Linked DNA regions of Sus scrofa: regions 2 and 3 are each linked to region 1. A link is a contact called in public HiChIP or PLAC-seq data. All regions are on one chromosome and are shown on one strand. Each heading gives the region's core, a stretch centred on a gene start, on an enhancer-like site or on the middle of the called end of the contact. The rest is flanking DNA. Distances are from core to core; before and after follow the strand shown.

The links. HiChIP or PLAC-seq counts read pairs in DNA pulled down with a chosen protein or histone mark.
Region 2: a contact with region 1 is called in an H3K27ac HiChIP or PLAC-seq map of alveolar macrophages. The contact joins the promoter of C9H1orf74 here to the promoter of G0S2 in region 1. A contact is called at or near these places in 2 of 47 Hi-C or Micro-C datasets (liver and skeletal muscle) and 2 of 2 datasets of contacts at active chromatin or transcription factors (alveolar macrophages and skeletal muscle).
Region 3: an H3K27ac HiChIP or PLAC-seq map of skeletal muscle shows a contact between it and region 1. The contact joins the promoter of CAMK1G here to the promoter of G0S2 in region 1.

The regions. Positions count from the first base shown.
Region 1 is chr9:133,285,276-133,290,146 of Sscrofa11.1, forward strand. It overlaps G0S2 (G0/G1 switch 2), which reads right to left and starts at 2,467. Exons shown (of 1, transcript NM_001286804.1): 1 at 2,050-2,467. The coding sequence starts at 2,441. The coding sequence ends at 2,130.
Region 2 is chr9:133,185,610-133,190,480 of Sscrofa11.1, forward strand. It overlaps C9H1orf74 (UPF0739 protein C1orf74 homolog), which reads left to right and starts at 2,262. Exons shown (of 3, transcript XM_021063892.1): 1 at 2,262-2,466; 2 at 3,095-4,013. The coding sequence starts at 3,190. The coding sequence ends at 3,981. TRAF3IP3 (TRAF3-interacting JNK-activating modulator) reads right to left here. Exons shown (of 15, transcript XM_021063884.1): 15 at 4,411-4,676. The coding sequence ends at 4,584.
Region 3 is chr9:133,367,887-133,372,757 of Sscrofa11.1, forward strand. It overlaps CAMK1G (calcium/calmodulin dependent protein kinase IG), which reads right to left and starts at 2,557. Exons shown (of 13, transcript NM_001243934.1): 1 at 2,436-2,557. The coding sequence starts at 2,527. It overlaps LOC110255539 (a long non-coding RNA gene), which reads left to right and starts at 4,247. Exons shown (of 3, transcript XR_002336075.1): 1 at 4,247-4,871.

The DNA.
Region 1 (4,871 bases), core at 1,217-3,716:
AGCATTACCTTCTAAACCAAAAACTGGAGGACGTGATTTGATAGATAGTTTGACAAGAGGCAGAATATTTGAAATCACACCTCTCTTGGGGAATTTGAGGTATATGATATTGGAAGGTGTGGAGCTCCTGGGTGGGCAGGCATTCCATTGCGAAGAGTAATGTGCACAAAAGTGTAGCAAACAGAAGGGGAGTTCCCATTGTGGCTCAGTGGGTTAAGGGCCTTACGTTGTCTCTGTGCTCAATCCCTGGCCTTGTGCAGTGGGTTAAGGATCCAGTGTTGCCACAAGCCACAACAGATGCTGCTTGGATCCCTTGTTGATGTGGCTGTGGCATAGGTGGAGCCTACAGCTGGTGGCGTTGCAGCTCTGATGCCCTGGCCTGGGAACTTCCGTATGCCACAAGTGTGGCTGTGACAAAGGGAAACAAATGACCAGATGGGGACTAGGAGGGTCCTGGGGTTCATCTGAGCAGCCTGAGAAGTCTAGAGGGAGGGCTGAGAGGCGAGCAGGTCGTGGAGACGCAGGAAAACCTGGCACGGGAGTTGAGGCTCTGATGGGTTTTGAGTGGAGGAAGAACGGCACTGAAGGGAGGGTACCCCAGCCTGGCAGTGGATGTTTGGGGGCCAGTGTGCTGGAGAGTGCAGGAGGTGGTCTGACACGTTGACAGCTGGACCAGGTGGTGGGAGAATAATAAACCTAACAGACAAGGCACTTGCGAAGGAGAACTGGAGGAATGAGTGTGGGTGAACTCCTGAGAGATTCTGGACGCTTCAGGTGAGGCTGTGTCACCTTAATATAAGGTCAAGTTTCCCATTTGGGAAACTAGGAGGACAGTGTTTCCACTGATAGTCTTCTTTCCCCTTGATAAATCTCACCTTCTCCTGACCCTGCTTTCATGTGGAGTGATAAGGATCGATTGGGGGCAGAGACAGCACTTGCTCCGGGCCAGGAACACTGGGTAGAATTCGAGCTGGCAGAAATAAAACGGAAGGGTTTATTGCGGAAGAGGGTGGTGGTGGAGCGAGTCTGGGCATCGTTACGTTTAGCGAAAATGCATGGCTCTTGATGGCGAGAGTGACACATCTGCACCTGGACAGGGCAGAGACGTATTAAAATGGAGAGGAGAGTGGCATCAGGCCCATGTCCCTTGCCACCTCTTTAAGAGCCATTGCTTAAAATTTCCGGAGCTGACACTGGACTAGCTGTTACTACAGAGCAAGCGCTGTCCCTGGAGGAAGAGGACTCAGGCCTGGGATAACCAGTCTTTTCTCCTTCTAACTTAGAGTTTCTTACTGTGATTTGACTTTGTGAGGAGGAAGGCTGGGTAGAGCCAGATAATCCAGTTAAATGTTCTTGGGAGGCTGTTTTCCCTCTTTGCCTGCCAGCTAGCCAGTTCCCGCCCCCCGCCCCCCTCCCCACTAAAATGCAGTTAGCAAGAAAGAGGCATCAGTCATGGGAGCCTCTGGTTGTGCAGGTGTGAGATGGCAAATAAGTTTTCTACCCTAGAATTCATCAGTGTCTCTCACTCACTCTAGCCCAGAAGTTGATCGATCCTCTGCTCTTCAAATGGTGAGTCCAGTGGGACTTAGAAATACGTTCCTCTCGTCCCACTGGTAACACAAAGCAAAAACAAATCCTCCACAGACTTGTAAGCATGTAGCATCCACATGGGAGCCCTGGGCAGGGAAGCAGGTATGGCCTGATCTTCAGGCGACCCCCTTCAGCAGCATGCCCGGCCCCCTACTGCCCGCCCCAGGGAACCGTGCTGCTCTGGAATCCGAGGCTGAGATAAAGTACAAAACGGTTTTTATTTCAAAATGCACAAGGGTGTTCACTGAACACCCACTGAAATCATTATCATCATCACAGTATAACAATAATAACGTAGACAGCACTTCTCGGCCTAGTGCAAAGGGCCAGGTAACTCCGCTCAGGTGCCTCGTTCTGGACTGGGCCTTCCGCGGTGCTGCACAGCAGCAAAACTCATCCCAAACGCCTTAGGGTGGATCCGAGTGTCAGTTCAGTTCTAGCACTCAGGGGCTTCTCAGAAGCAAGTCCAAACGTAAGGCGACGCTCTGGCTCGCCCTCCTCGCCGTCTCTCCGCCACCCTCCGCGGCCCCGCAGGGTTCCTAGGAGGCGTGCAGCCGGTGGGAGAGGGCCCGGCAGCCCCGGCCCGTCTGCCGCCGCTTGTCCTTCTCCAGCTGGGCCGGCTCCGGGGGCGCCTTTCGCTCCCGGGCGGCCCGCAGCTCGGCCACGGCGGCCTCCCGGTCCCGCAGGCGGCCGGCGGCCGTGAAGGGGCTGCACACGGTCTCCATCAGGCCGAGCACCGCGCCGAGAAAGGCCAGCAGGCCGCCCAGCAGGTACAGCTTCACCAGCTTGCGGCTGGGCTTGTGGGCCATCAGCTCCTTGGCCAGAGGCATCAGCTCCTGGATCGTTTCCATCTCGGCTCCGGGCTCTCGGGCCGGGGTGACCTGCGGGGGCAGCGGAGCAGGGAAGGGGCCCGTTAGCCACCGGGGACGGCTGCCGCCTCCTGCGCCGCCCGCCCGCGGCTCCCTCGGAGGAGGCCCGCAGACCCGGCAGCCCGCCCGAAACCCCGCGTCCTTCGCCGCTGGCTTCACCTGAAGGCCCGCGCGAGCGGGAGGCAGCGCTGGCACAGCCGGCAATCGCCGAGGGCGTGGGTCCCGCGCCTCCGCCTGCTCCGCCTCCGCAGCCGCGGCTCTTCGGGATGGAGACGCAGCAACTGGCCCTGAGGACGCAGCAACTGGCCCCGGTCAGCGCCCCGGGGCACTTTATAGTTTCCCTCCGAGCCCCGCCTCCCGGGCTCCGGGCGCTGGGGCTGCTGCTGCGAGAGCCGGAGAGGAGGGGGAGGAAGGGGACGGGGAGGAAGAGCAGGGGGAGGAAGCGGAGAGGGGGGCGGGGGGGGGGTGGAAGCGGGCCAGGGACCATGAGGGAGGCGGCCGAGAGCTGTGCCCGAGGGCGCTGGGGCTGCGGGGGAGGGCGAGCCAGGCTGCACGCGCGCGCGGACGAGGACCGGCGGCCCGGGCAGGTGTCCGCATCCGTTGGCGGTGTGGGTGGGCCAGAGCTTGCCTCGGGCCAGGGGGCAGTCTGAGAAGGACCCCTTATGAGGACACCCGGGGTGCTCCCCAACTGAAAAGTCAGTTTTTATTCGGAAAGTTTGTCATCGTCCCACACGTGTAGGGATGAAGGTAGAAGGCAAGGGTCTCCAGGCTGTGGAAGGCAGTTTGTCCTTGGACTTTCTCCTCCTGGTGAAAAGTAGGCGCTTGCATTGCTAGAGCCGTATGACAGACTCGTTGAGAGTGCCCTTTATGCATAGATGTGCGTTTACGTGTGTGTGCGTTTGTATGTGTGCTTCTGCGTCTCAGGGATCTGCCATTAAATCCAAATTGTCCTCGTTCCGTTTGGGAAGTGCAGTTGGGGCCTGGGAGGAGGTGAGCATGGAAGGGATAAAAGTTTGCCTGCATCTCATGCTCTCCTCGGTAATTACACACCGCTTCCCCAGATCTGGGGCCACACAGCTGTACCAGCTCAGCTTGGCATAGAAACAGTTTAGGAGCAGAAGGGTGGGAGCAGACAGTTTGGGTAAGAGGCTAAAGGATAGAGAGCGTTCTTGGAAGCATGAGGAAGGTAGGGTTGACATTAACCAGGATTAAGCATCATCCACCGTTATGGGGGGTGTTCTGGCTTAGCTTGGATTATCCACACCCCAGAGTCAGCAAGTAGGGGAAGAGGAGAGACCTCTTCAAGTACAGCCAGGGAGCCAGCAGGGAGAGGAGGGGAAATCAGATGGACGGAGAATTGCAGAGGTCGGTGACGCAATCTTACAACAGCCTGTGCACGTCCGTCAGGCCGGGCTCTGCGGGCAGGAACCCAGGGAAGGCTGTTTCAGGGAGCACATATTTGGGTCGTTAGAAATTGTAGCCAGTAATCTTTCTTTGGGGTCTGAGGCAATTTTCTAGCCAGTTTAATTTTAAAAAGGCAGTAATAACAACTGCCCTTCGTTTTGGCTATTAGTAGTTCAGTTAGTAGCGTTTCTGCGTATGGACTGGGCAAGGTGACCTAAAGAGCTTCTTTGAAATTCTACATTTTCGTCTGTGCACGAGCAGTCGAGGTGACAAGGGGCCAAATAGGGATGATTCCTAGAGGCTTGTGTCCCCTGCCTATTATTCTTTTTAACCTTGTCAGGCAGGACAATTATGTAACAAGTCAGATGAATATGAGTCTTGACATTTTCTTTGAATCTTCCTTGTGATTTTGGAGAAGTCTCTAGTAACTGGCAGAAATGATCTATGAGCTTTCTCAAGATCTGGGAGACTTTCAAACATTGCGGCTTCTGGGAGAGGCTGTGCCGTGCACCTCAAAATTGGGGCTTTCACGTGGTTTCCGCTCTGAAGGTGAGTCAGCCCTTTGGAGCTTTGGACCCAAAACTCCGAAATTGACTCTTCAGCAAGCATTTCCGGTATTTCTGTAACTCGAAGACGCAAACTGCACATGGTCCAAGGTCAGCAGGCTGTCATTCATCTGGGGTTCCCCCTTCATGTGGTTGGCCGCAGTAGGACACATCACCACCTTGGGTGGGGTCCCCTCTTCCCCTCTCTGATAACCCAAGTTTGACCCCCAGGCCCTACCAGCTTGCTAGGCAGGGCTGGGCAGAGAGGGCGGCTCACGGCACGGATTGGGGTCGCTGGTGGATTTGGTGTTCCTGGGTTAGCTGGTTGCTGGGGCTGAGTGCGAGATGGTGGGACCAGAGGGCTGAGGAATCCAGGGTCACCTCACACCTAAGAATTTCTGACACAGTTTCTCTGTCTGGGTGGCAGAGAGAACCCAGTGTGTAGAGTAGGAGTTTGGCTAGG
Region 2 (4,871 bases), core at 1,012-3,511, 100 kb before region 1:
GAGCGGCCCAAGAAATGGCAAAAAGACAAAAAAAAAAAAAAAAAAAAAAAAAAATAGCAGTTTCTTCTTTCCCCATCCCCGTCCTTTTCAGAACACTGGCAGAGTGCACGCAGGGCTCCCTCTCTGGTCCTGATGCCAGGTATCCTTTCTTGGAGACTCAGTCGGCTCTCCCCTTTGGTGGCGACACCACTCACTCCCTTGGTGTTTTTAACTTCCTTGCCTTCACCTTGCTTAGGGCTGGGAAGGGAGTTAGGTGTGTCACCAGCTTTTTGTTTTTGTCACTGTCCACCCCACTGAACTAGATTAGTTGTAGGCATAAATGGGGAGGGCAAGGCTTGGATCTAGGCTGGCCTCTCACCCATATAGTTAGGTCCCTGGCTATATGTTCCCATAGCACCCTATACTTCCTCTTTCAGAATAATCAATTCCCTTGCAATTGTTCAGCATTCGTGTCCTGCCTGACTACTTCAAGTTTGTAAACTTGCTGAAGATAGGGACTGTTTGTCTTGGACTTTGCTGCCAGCTCTTAGCACAGTGTCTGGTACCTAGTGTGTTCTCAGATATTTATGGTTAGAATAAATGAACTAAGTCATTTTAGGGACTGACTGCTAACTACTGTGAGAAATTAAAATAAATATGGGGAAGGAAAAAAGTCCTAAAATTAGCTTCTAGTCTCTGCTTCTGAGTCCCTCTGAGTTAAGAACCAGGGTTAGAATGGGAGCCCCTACAAGCTTGCCCTCCTTGCAGGCTGGCCCCACCTTTATTCCTCAGGGGTCTCTACACAGTCTGCAGATACTACTAAGATGGAGCCTGTGTAGGCGCCTGCAGTTCCCTTAGCCTTTGCCTATTTATTATCTATCAATGAACTTCGGCCATTTATTCAGAGACAAATTTTTTCAAGAAATTCTTTCCCTCTGTGAGATGGGTCATAATGCTGGTAAAGAAGTTAAACTTTCAGTGAAATAACTGTTTTTACCTGATGATTTGATTGAAAAGTGTTTAGGGGGTTCCGTTGTGGCTCAGCGGTTCATAAACCCGACTAGTATCCATGAAAACATGGGTTCGAACCCTGGCCTCGCTCAGTGGGTTAAGGATCCAGCGTTACTGTGAGCTGTGGTGTAGGTCAAAGACACCGCTCAGATCCCACATTGCTGTGGCTGTGGGGGAGGCTGGCAGCTATAACTATGATTCCACCCATAGCCTGGGAACTTCCATATGCCACGGGTGCAGCCCTAAAAAGACAACAACAACAAAAAAAAGTGTCTGCATCTCTGCCTCTTATTTCTCACTTTGAAGTCAGCAAACAGAATTCGACCAAACTGAGCTCCAGGAAGGAGGGGTTTTTGTCTGTTATGTACACTGCAGTAAGTACCTCCAGCACCTAAAGCAGGCCTAGTACACATGTGTCCAGGGTGAAGACTCATGCCTTCACACCGTGCTTAGAAATGGCAAACCTGGAGTTCCCGTCGTGGCGCAGTGGTTAACGAACCCGACTAGGAACCACGAGGTTGCGGGTTCGACCCTGGCCTTGCTCAGTGGGTTAAGGATCCGGCGCTGTCGTGAGCTGTGGTGTATGTAGGTCGCAGACGCTGCTCGGATCCCGCGTTGCTGTGGCTCTGGTGCAGGCCGGCGGCTACAGCTCCAACTAGACCCCTAGCCTGGGAACCTCCATACGCCTCAGAAGAGGCCCTGGAAAAGGCAAAAAGACAAAAAGCAAACCTTGGCCAGGACACTTCTCCACCCACTTCTCAGACCTCAGCCTCTCAAATTTAGGATTTAGGCAGGTCAAAGCAAAAACAAAAAAAACTTTGCAGCACCACCCACAGGTGAAAGTATCACGCAAAACACGTCGCTTGCCTTGAGATATTTCGTTTGCAGGGGAAAGCGTCCTTCTCCAGACACAAATCAAAGGTGTTTCTGCTCGGCGTGCCCCGCTTCTGCCTCCCTGGTCAAACGGGACACTGGACTTAAAAACAACACACAAGCGAAGAGCTGGCGGCTTCAACCGGTCCCGCCTCCTTCCGTCCACTCCCTTCCCTTCCTCTTCCGGCGCAGGGGGGCGGGGCCGGGATCAGCCGGGCCGGAAGGGGCCGGACCTCAGGCACCAGCACTTCCGGTATGCAGCCGCGCGGCCTGCCGGTGGTTCCTACGCGGGGAGCGCGAGAGGACCGGGTGACGTTACGGAAAGCGGCGGGACAGGGCATGTGCTGGGCATGCGCAGCAGGCAGACCTCGCCTCCCCGGCCCCTGCGGGCGGTAAGGGACCTCCCCTTGCGGGCGGGACTTCTAGCTTCGCGGCGGAGCACAGGGTCTCGCGGCCTTCCGGGCAGCGGGCAGGAAACTGGAAGGGGTTCCTGAGCCCGCGAATCTGCAGGGGAAGTAGAAGGACGTCTGTGTGTGCAAGGGAGACCTCTGCCTCATTTACTAAATCCCTGTACTGTGCCCAGGAAAGGGCGTGGGGGTTGAGGTGAGCCTGTCGTCCGAGGGCCAGTGACTGTCCACCAGTAGGGGGAGGCGGGGCCTGCAGAAGTTGCAAGACAAGCCTCTTGCAGTTCCAGCCAATTTAACTTATTTACTTTGTGTCTCAACATGAGATGTTTGGTAGTCCACATTCTAGTGTGTATCGTTTAATCAGACCGCTATTCTTACAACTATTCTTGGCCGGAAGAGAAAGAGGAGTTGGCAATGAAAAGAGTACATGTGGAACCTACTCTGTCTCAGAGGACAGTTTTAGGTGAAATGCTCTGAATTTTGCCAGAGAGTGCTCTGCTTCTTTTCGGCCCCGACCTCCTTCAGGTGTGAATCAGAGAAGGTAAATTACAACAGGAAAATTTAGGAGGGAAGCCAGAGAGAGTGTAAATATAACCTTAAGGCCAGAGAGACAGTTGAATTTGGAACTAAGAGAGACTAAGTCACCAAAAAATCAGGGTGCCATTGGTGATGCCGTTTTATCTGGGCTGGGTTAGCATTCCAAAGCAGAGGGAGGGGAAGTGACCTCTGGAAGATGCTGTAAGACTTAAGGGAAGGCTATTGTCAGGTTTCCTGGTATGTCACTGGCTGGTGCTAATAATCCCCTGCTACTGCTTTGTTTTTAGGCCCTTCTTCAAGTGTCTGGAGCTCAGAGATGCAGCCCAGGGGAGGGAACTGTGACTAGTTAAGGAGGCCATGCTTACTGTTGCTTCCAGAGTCCATGTCAACACTGAGTCTTCAGCTGCTGGTGGCAGCTGCTCAGCAGACCCTGGGCATGGGGAGGAGCCGGGGCCCACCCCGAGCCGTGTGCCTTCATCTAGCCGGAGAGGTGCTGGCTGTGGCCAGGGGACTTAAGCCAGCTCTGCTCTATGATTGCAACTGTGCAGGGGCAGCAGAGCTCCAGAGCTATCTGGAGCAGCTGCAGGGCCTGGGCTTCCCGACCCGGGGGCTTCACATTCTTGAGATTGGAGAAGACAGCCTGATTGTCTGTCCTGAGCGTGTGTGTCAGCACTTGGAGCAGGTGCTGCTTGGTTCCGTAGCCTTTGTGGATGTTTCCAGCGCTCAGCCTCACCCTTCCGTCTGCTCCCTGGACCAGCTTCAGGACTTGAAGGCCCTCCTGGCTGAGATCATCGCTCATTTGCAGGGACTGAAGACGGACCTGTCCCTGGCAGTCTCCAGCAGCAGGCTCTGTTCCTCAGACTGGAATCTCTGTACTGTGTTTGGGATCCTCCTGGGCTATCCTGTCCCCTATACCTTTCACGTGAGCCAGGGAGGTGACAATTGCTTAGCCCTGACTCCACTACGGGTATTCACTGCCCGGATCTCTTGGCGACACAGTCAACCACCAGTCTTGCTCTATTCCTTTAGCGTCCCAGAGAGCTTGTTCCCGGCCCTGAGGGACATTCTAAATACTTGGGAGAAGGACCTTAGAACTCGATGTAGGACTCAGAATGACTTTGCTGACCTCAGCATCTCCTCCGAGGTGGTCACCCTGCCTGCTGTGGCCCTCTGACTGTAACTCTTTCCTCGCATAGAAGGTGCTCGGTAAGTGATCAGCTCTTGTTAAGGACGGCAAATAGGTATGATCTCAAGTACCAGACACTGGGGAAGAATGCTGTAATACATTTTCCATTTCTGTGCTAAGGGGTCCTCTGGATTTAGCTGAGATGTCTGTTGTTTTTTTCACTGGATGGAAGATAGAGGGAAGGATTGTGGAGAAGGAGGGAAGGTGCCGGAGGACGAGTAACGTGCCCGCGTGTGGAAGTGTACCCATCCCTGCCCTGTGTGCGGAGTGTCTGCCAGGGATCAAAGGGCCGGGCTTTGCTGCTTGTTGGTTTACCTCCAACGGACCTGGGCCAGGGAGAGTAGACCGGGTGGCTTAAGTGTCTTCTCTCTGAGTGATGTGTCACTCAGCAAAGAGCTGAGAGTTCTGAGGAACAAAGACTGTCAGGTGAAGTTTATTTGTTTGTTGTTACAGCAGAGTAGAAAAACAATAAAGTCAGAAATCTCAGTGAATTGGACAAACCCAAACCTTTAAAGGTACTCAAGCCTTCTGAGTCTTTTTGTGGCGTTTCTTGCCTCTGATTTTCAGCCCCGGCAGCTGTCACCAGTTATTCAGATCATCAGGCTGTCCTTGTGGGCCAGGAACACTGCCAGTGCCATAGCAGTCAGTACCATCAGCGCGGGGAGCCATCGACCACACTGTCTCTGTGAGGAGGGAGGGGGAGAGGAGAGAAAGGCCGTGGGCTGGTCAGAGAAGACACAGGCGGAAATGACCTTCCTTCTTCCTGTTCCAGCCCTGTGGCAAGCCTTGGGTTGGTGGAGGAGAAAAAGCATGTTATACCCGTTTCTCACTTTGTTACTCCCAGAGGATCAAACCACTTTACTAGGGGTCCCTGGCCT
Region 3 (4,871 bases), core at 1,307-3,806, 83 kb after region 1:
GGGGCATCCTTTCCGTGGCAGCGTGTGACATTTGCTAAGATTTCGCAGTGCTGCGGTCATTACTGCTCTTCTGCCTCAGGCTGCTTTACGCATTGTGGGGGGGGGCAGGGGAGAGGAAGTAGAAGACTTAATTGTGCCATCTGTCAGGTTTGGGGGCAGAGAGCTAGTTTTAAGCAGCCAAGGTTGCCTGGGTCAGGAGGCGAGACAGGCAGAGGCTTCAGAGCCGGGAGCATTGGCTGTAACAGAACTTGCTTTGTGTTCTCTGCTCTGAATAGCTCTCTGCTCTTGCTGGGAGCCTGCGGGGTGGAGGAAGAAGTGGGGAAGCAAGGGGCAAAATCTCTGCCTGGGCAGTGAAAGCAGGAGGCCTGAGGCTTGGGTGCTGTCCCCTCTATGGACTGGTTTGCCCAGCGTCCCGCAGCTGCCCGGGGCCCTGGAATGATGGGCGGTGTCTGGGCAGATGTAGCCAAAGCCTGTTTTCCCTGGTGGATTGTTCCAGAAGGGCTGAGGACTCGAGGAAAGGGGCCTGTCATGGGATCTGGTGCTTCTGGAGCAGGGGACTCAGCTCTGTCCAGCTGCCCTCTCTCCATGACACGTCGCCTGGGTGACTCTCGGGGGTCTGCAGCTGCTCGGCCCCATGCTGCACATCCCCAAGCTGCCTTCTTAGCTTTTGTGCTGTGGCCTTGACCGATGCACCAGCTGTGACTGGCCCCCTGTCTTGTCTGCCCACTCCCCTCCAACCAGTGCTGGGCTGGGCACCTTAAGACCACCAGCAGCAGTTAAAATATAGATTCCTGGCTGCTGGGTCCCAGCTAAATTCCAGTTTCAGTAGTCTGGGACCCGGAACCTGTGCTTTTCAAAAATTCCCCTGACTGAAATATTAGAGAGTTACTCATTTTCTTGGGCGAGCTGTCGAGGATATAGAAGAGGATATATCGTGCTGGGCGGTGCAGGCCGAAGGAGGCAGATGCCATGTGTCATCATGTTTGCAACTCGTTTACATTGTTTGCAAATTGTCCAGTGAAGTAAGTGTGTGTGTGTGTGTGTGTGTGTGTGTGTAAAACAAATACAGTGAAATGTCATGAACCGTTGAATCTAGGAGGGAGTTACATTGGTGTCCCCATTCTATTATGTCACCTGTTCTTAAACATTTTCGAAGCTGACAGTTAGAGGCAGAAGCTACCCGGGTGACTCCAACGTCCCCTACAAGCGGGTGGCCGGCCACTGAGCTCCCTGAGGGCAGCGAGCGCTGCTTCCGACTGTCCTTCGGCGCCCGTCTGAGCAGACCGTGGACGGTTCTCGTCAACCTGGGCTTCCTTCTTCCTCCTCCTCTTGGGCTTTGGGACGTTTAGCAAATCATTTCCGATTCACTGATGCCTGCTGTCTCTCTCTCTCCTGCCTCACCCCCGTCTTTCGCCGCCCCCCATCTTGGCAAAGGCCCTTTTCCGAGGGCCGATGCTCTGATGATCAGGGCGGCCCTGAGACCCTGCCTGCTGGGGATGGAAGGGCGCAGAGGCCTCCTCTCGGGCCCGAGCCAGCAACTCTGTGGCTCCAGGGAGACGGCGGGCGGCCTCACTGCCCGGGGTCACCGCCTCCCAGCCAGGCGGAGGGAGCCAAACTCAGCCGGAGTTGGCTAAAGGGCAAGCTTGCTCGAAGGGACAGCGCACTCAGGGCCCTTCGCGTCCCGGTCCAATTCGCCAGGGCTAATGAGCTGACCAGCTGGGGATCCGAGGCCACGGGAGCAGGTGGCCCAGGGCCGCTGCCAGGCTTCGTCAGAGGCTGCGCCCTCCAGGAGGAGAGGCCAGACTACGTGGAGCGTCAGCTCCAGACAAGCCGTCTCTGCTCTGCCGGCCGTGTAATCGTTGTCAAGGGGAGGCCCCGACAGGCCGGAGGCAGGCGAGGCTACAGTGTGACTTTATTTTTCCAACATGGTATTTAAATACAGACCAGAGAGGAGGGTGGTGATGGGAGCGGAGTCAGGTGTGTGTGCCCATTGCACCCGAATCCACCCACAGCAGACAGCGGGTCTGACCTGTTCACGGGCGGGGAGAGGGGGGTTGGGGGAGAGAGGAGGAAGCCAGCCGGGTGACTTGGCCCAGGAGGGTTCTAGGGCCACTGGATCGCCCGAAGTGCTCCAGAATGCCTCTCTCCTGCGGCCAGAGCAGAACTCACAAGCTGTCACAGATCCGCAAGCGGGGCGGGGGCGCTGGGGGTGAGGATGCAGACCCGTGGGCAAAGAGCTGGACTGTCCTCTGTATTAGCTCAAGGGGCCTGTCCCTAACCTGCCCCCTGAAGCCCCTGCTCTACGCCCCGATGGCTGTGGAGATGCTCTTGGGGCAGCCCCCGCCTGGCTCTATCACTGGCTGCTGGTCCAGGCTGACTCCCTCCCAGCCACCCACCACGGGGAGCCCAGCCCCCGCTCTCAGCCCCCGACTCACGATCCCAGCACTTCCATGAAGATGAAGGTTTTCCGGATGTTGGTGGTCTGTTTCTTCCAGGAACTGCAGTCCTCGTCTTCCTTCCGACCCATGGCCTCCAGAGTTGAAGCTTCCAGGGGTGCTTGGTTTGAGGAAGGGAGGAAAGGGGCTGATCAGCTAATGTCTCAAATCGGGTGAGAACAGGTGGAAAAAGAAGCTAAAATACTCACATCCATCATGTAACAACTAGAAGGAAGGATTAGGAGCTAACCTTGGATAATTGGCAAAAAATTATCCACTTTCTTTGTATCTATCTACTTTTTTTTTTTTTTCTTTTTAGGGCCGCACCTGTGGCATGTGGAGGGCCTCAGGCTAGGGATTGAATCAGAGCTGCAGCTGCTGCTCTAAACCACAGCTCATGGCAACGAGGATCCTTAACCCACTGAGCGAGGCCGGGGATGGATGTGAGTCGAGCTCATTACCCCTGAGCCACGACCGGAACGCCTCCGCTTGCTTTTTAAATTCACGACAAATTTCGCTGAGCATCTGCTCGATGCCCGTCATGCTCGCCCTAGGCTCCAGGAGTTTAGAAGCTAGTAGTTGAAACTCCACTGTGTACACGTCTATTTAAGGGCAGTAATGCACACGTGTGTAGATTAACAAGGGCCCGTCCACCTTGGAGGGATCTGAGCTGTTCCTTATGCTATCAAGTGGCGGCCGAGGCATTTAGTCAAACTACTGAGTCAGCCAACCTTCTTTCCATTGTCACAGCTCGGCTGCCTCCCCCAGTTACTGCTATTCTTAACTTCTCGCTACTGTTACGGGTTAAATAAATGAATACTTGATGAATGAGCATTGTGTTTCCTCTGTAACTCCCACGGCATCGAGCACAGTGCTGGGAAGATAGTTATTCATTAAAGTCTAAGCTGGATCGTGTCCTGACTTTATTTCAGAGTTATCCAGTTACCATATGCATTCCACGAGCCAGCACCCTCCACGTGCCAGGTGCTGGACGGTGTCTCTCTGAATGACACCTTTGGGACACTCTCCCTGTTGACCCATGTATATCCTTGGTTTCCTGTTGGGACTCTGATCGATGACCTGGGACATGGCAAACCAGAGAGGTGGCCTTAGCTTCTAGTGACGTATATAGAGCAAATCTCGACTCTTTTATAGGGATGGACCAGAATGACTGTCCGAAGATGCAATTATCTAGCTCAGGTTATAGAGCGAATCGTTTGCATTCTAGATTTTTCTTAGTCAAGACTAAGAACAGAAGCTGTGTCTCCCCCACTGTATCAGCTGCATTCCAGCCTCCCAATACCTGGTTCTAGTGTCTTTTTTTTTTTTTTTTTTTTTTTGTATTTTTAGGGCTGCACCTGCAGCATATGGAGGTTCCCAGGCTAGGGGTCAAATTGGAGCTGTGGAAGCTGGCCTACATCACAGCCACAGCAACTCAGGGTCTGAGCCACGTCTCTGACCTATACTGCAGCTCATGGCAACGCTGGATCCTTAACCCACTTAGCAAGGCCAGGGATTGAACCTGCATCTTTTTTTTTTTTTTTTTTGTCTTTTTGTCTTTTGTTGTTGTTGTTGTTGCTATTTCTTGGGCCGCTCCCACGGCATATGGAGGTTCCCAGGCTAGGGGTTGAATCAGAGCTGTAGCCACCAGCCTACGCCAGAGCCACAGCAACGCGGGATCCGAGCCACGTCTGCAACCTACACCACAGCTCACGGCAACGCCGGATTGTTAACCCACTGAGCAAGGGCAGGGACCGAACCCGCAACCTCAAGGTTCCTAGTCGGATTCATTAACCACTGCGCCACGACGGGAACTCCTGAACCTGCATCTTAATGGATGCTAGTCAGATTCATTTCTGTTGAGCCACGGCGGGAACTCCTAGTGTCTTGTTTAGTGTTTTTTAATATGTTTTTAGATGAATGAGTTCCTGTTACACTACATTGCAAGGTAAGATCATTATGGTAACTCAGCTTATAACTCAGTGGTCAGACAGACAGTACAGGGACAGCCCTGCGTTTCTGGGGCCAGCAGGCTGGAGGAGCCAGGCGAAGGGCACGTGAGCTAATACACACACAGTACAAGGCGCCAGGAAACCACGAAAGTGCAAAACTTGAGCTTGTAATAGAGACAGTCAGGGAAGGTCTTTCTTTTTAAAAAATATTTTTAAAAATTTGGCCACAACTACGGCATTTGGAAGTTCCCAGGCCAGGGGCTGAACCCACACCGCAGCAGGAACCCAAATCACAGCGGTGACAACGCCCAGTCATTAAACCACTCAGCCACCAGGGAGCTGCAGGGAGGGTCTTCCTGAGACGAAGGTCAGGGGCGGTCTTTCTGAGCAGGTCACACCCAAACTGAGATGGGAAGTCAGTGCAGGAGCCAGCCAAGCCTCCAGTGGGTGAAGAAGCATTTTGGCAGAAGGCATAAAATACAAC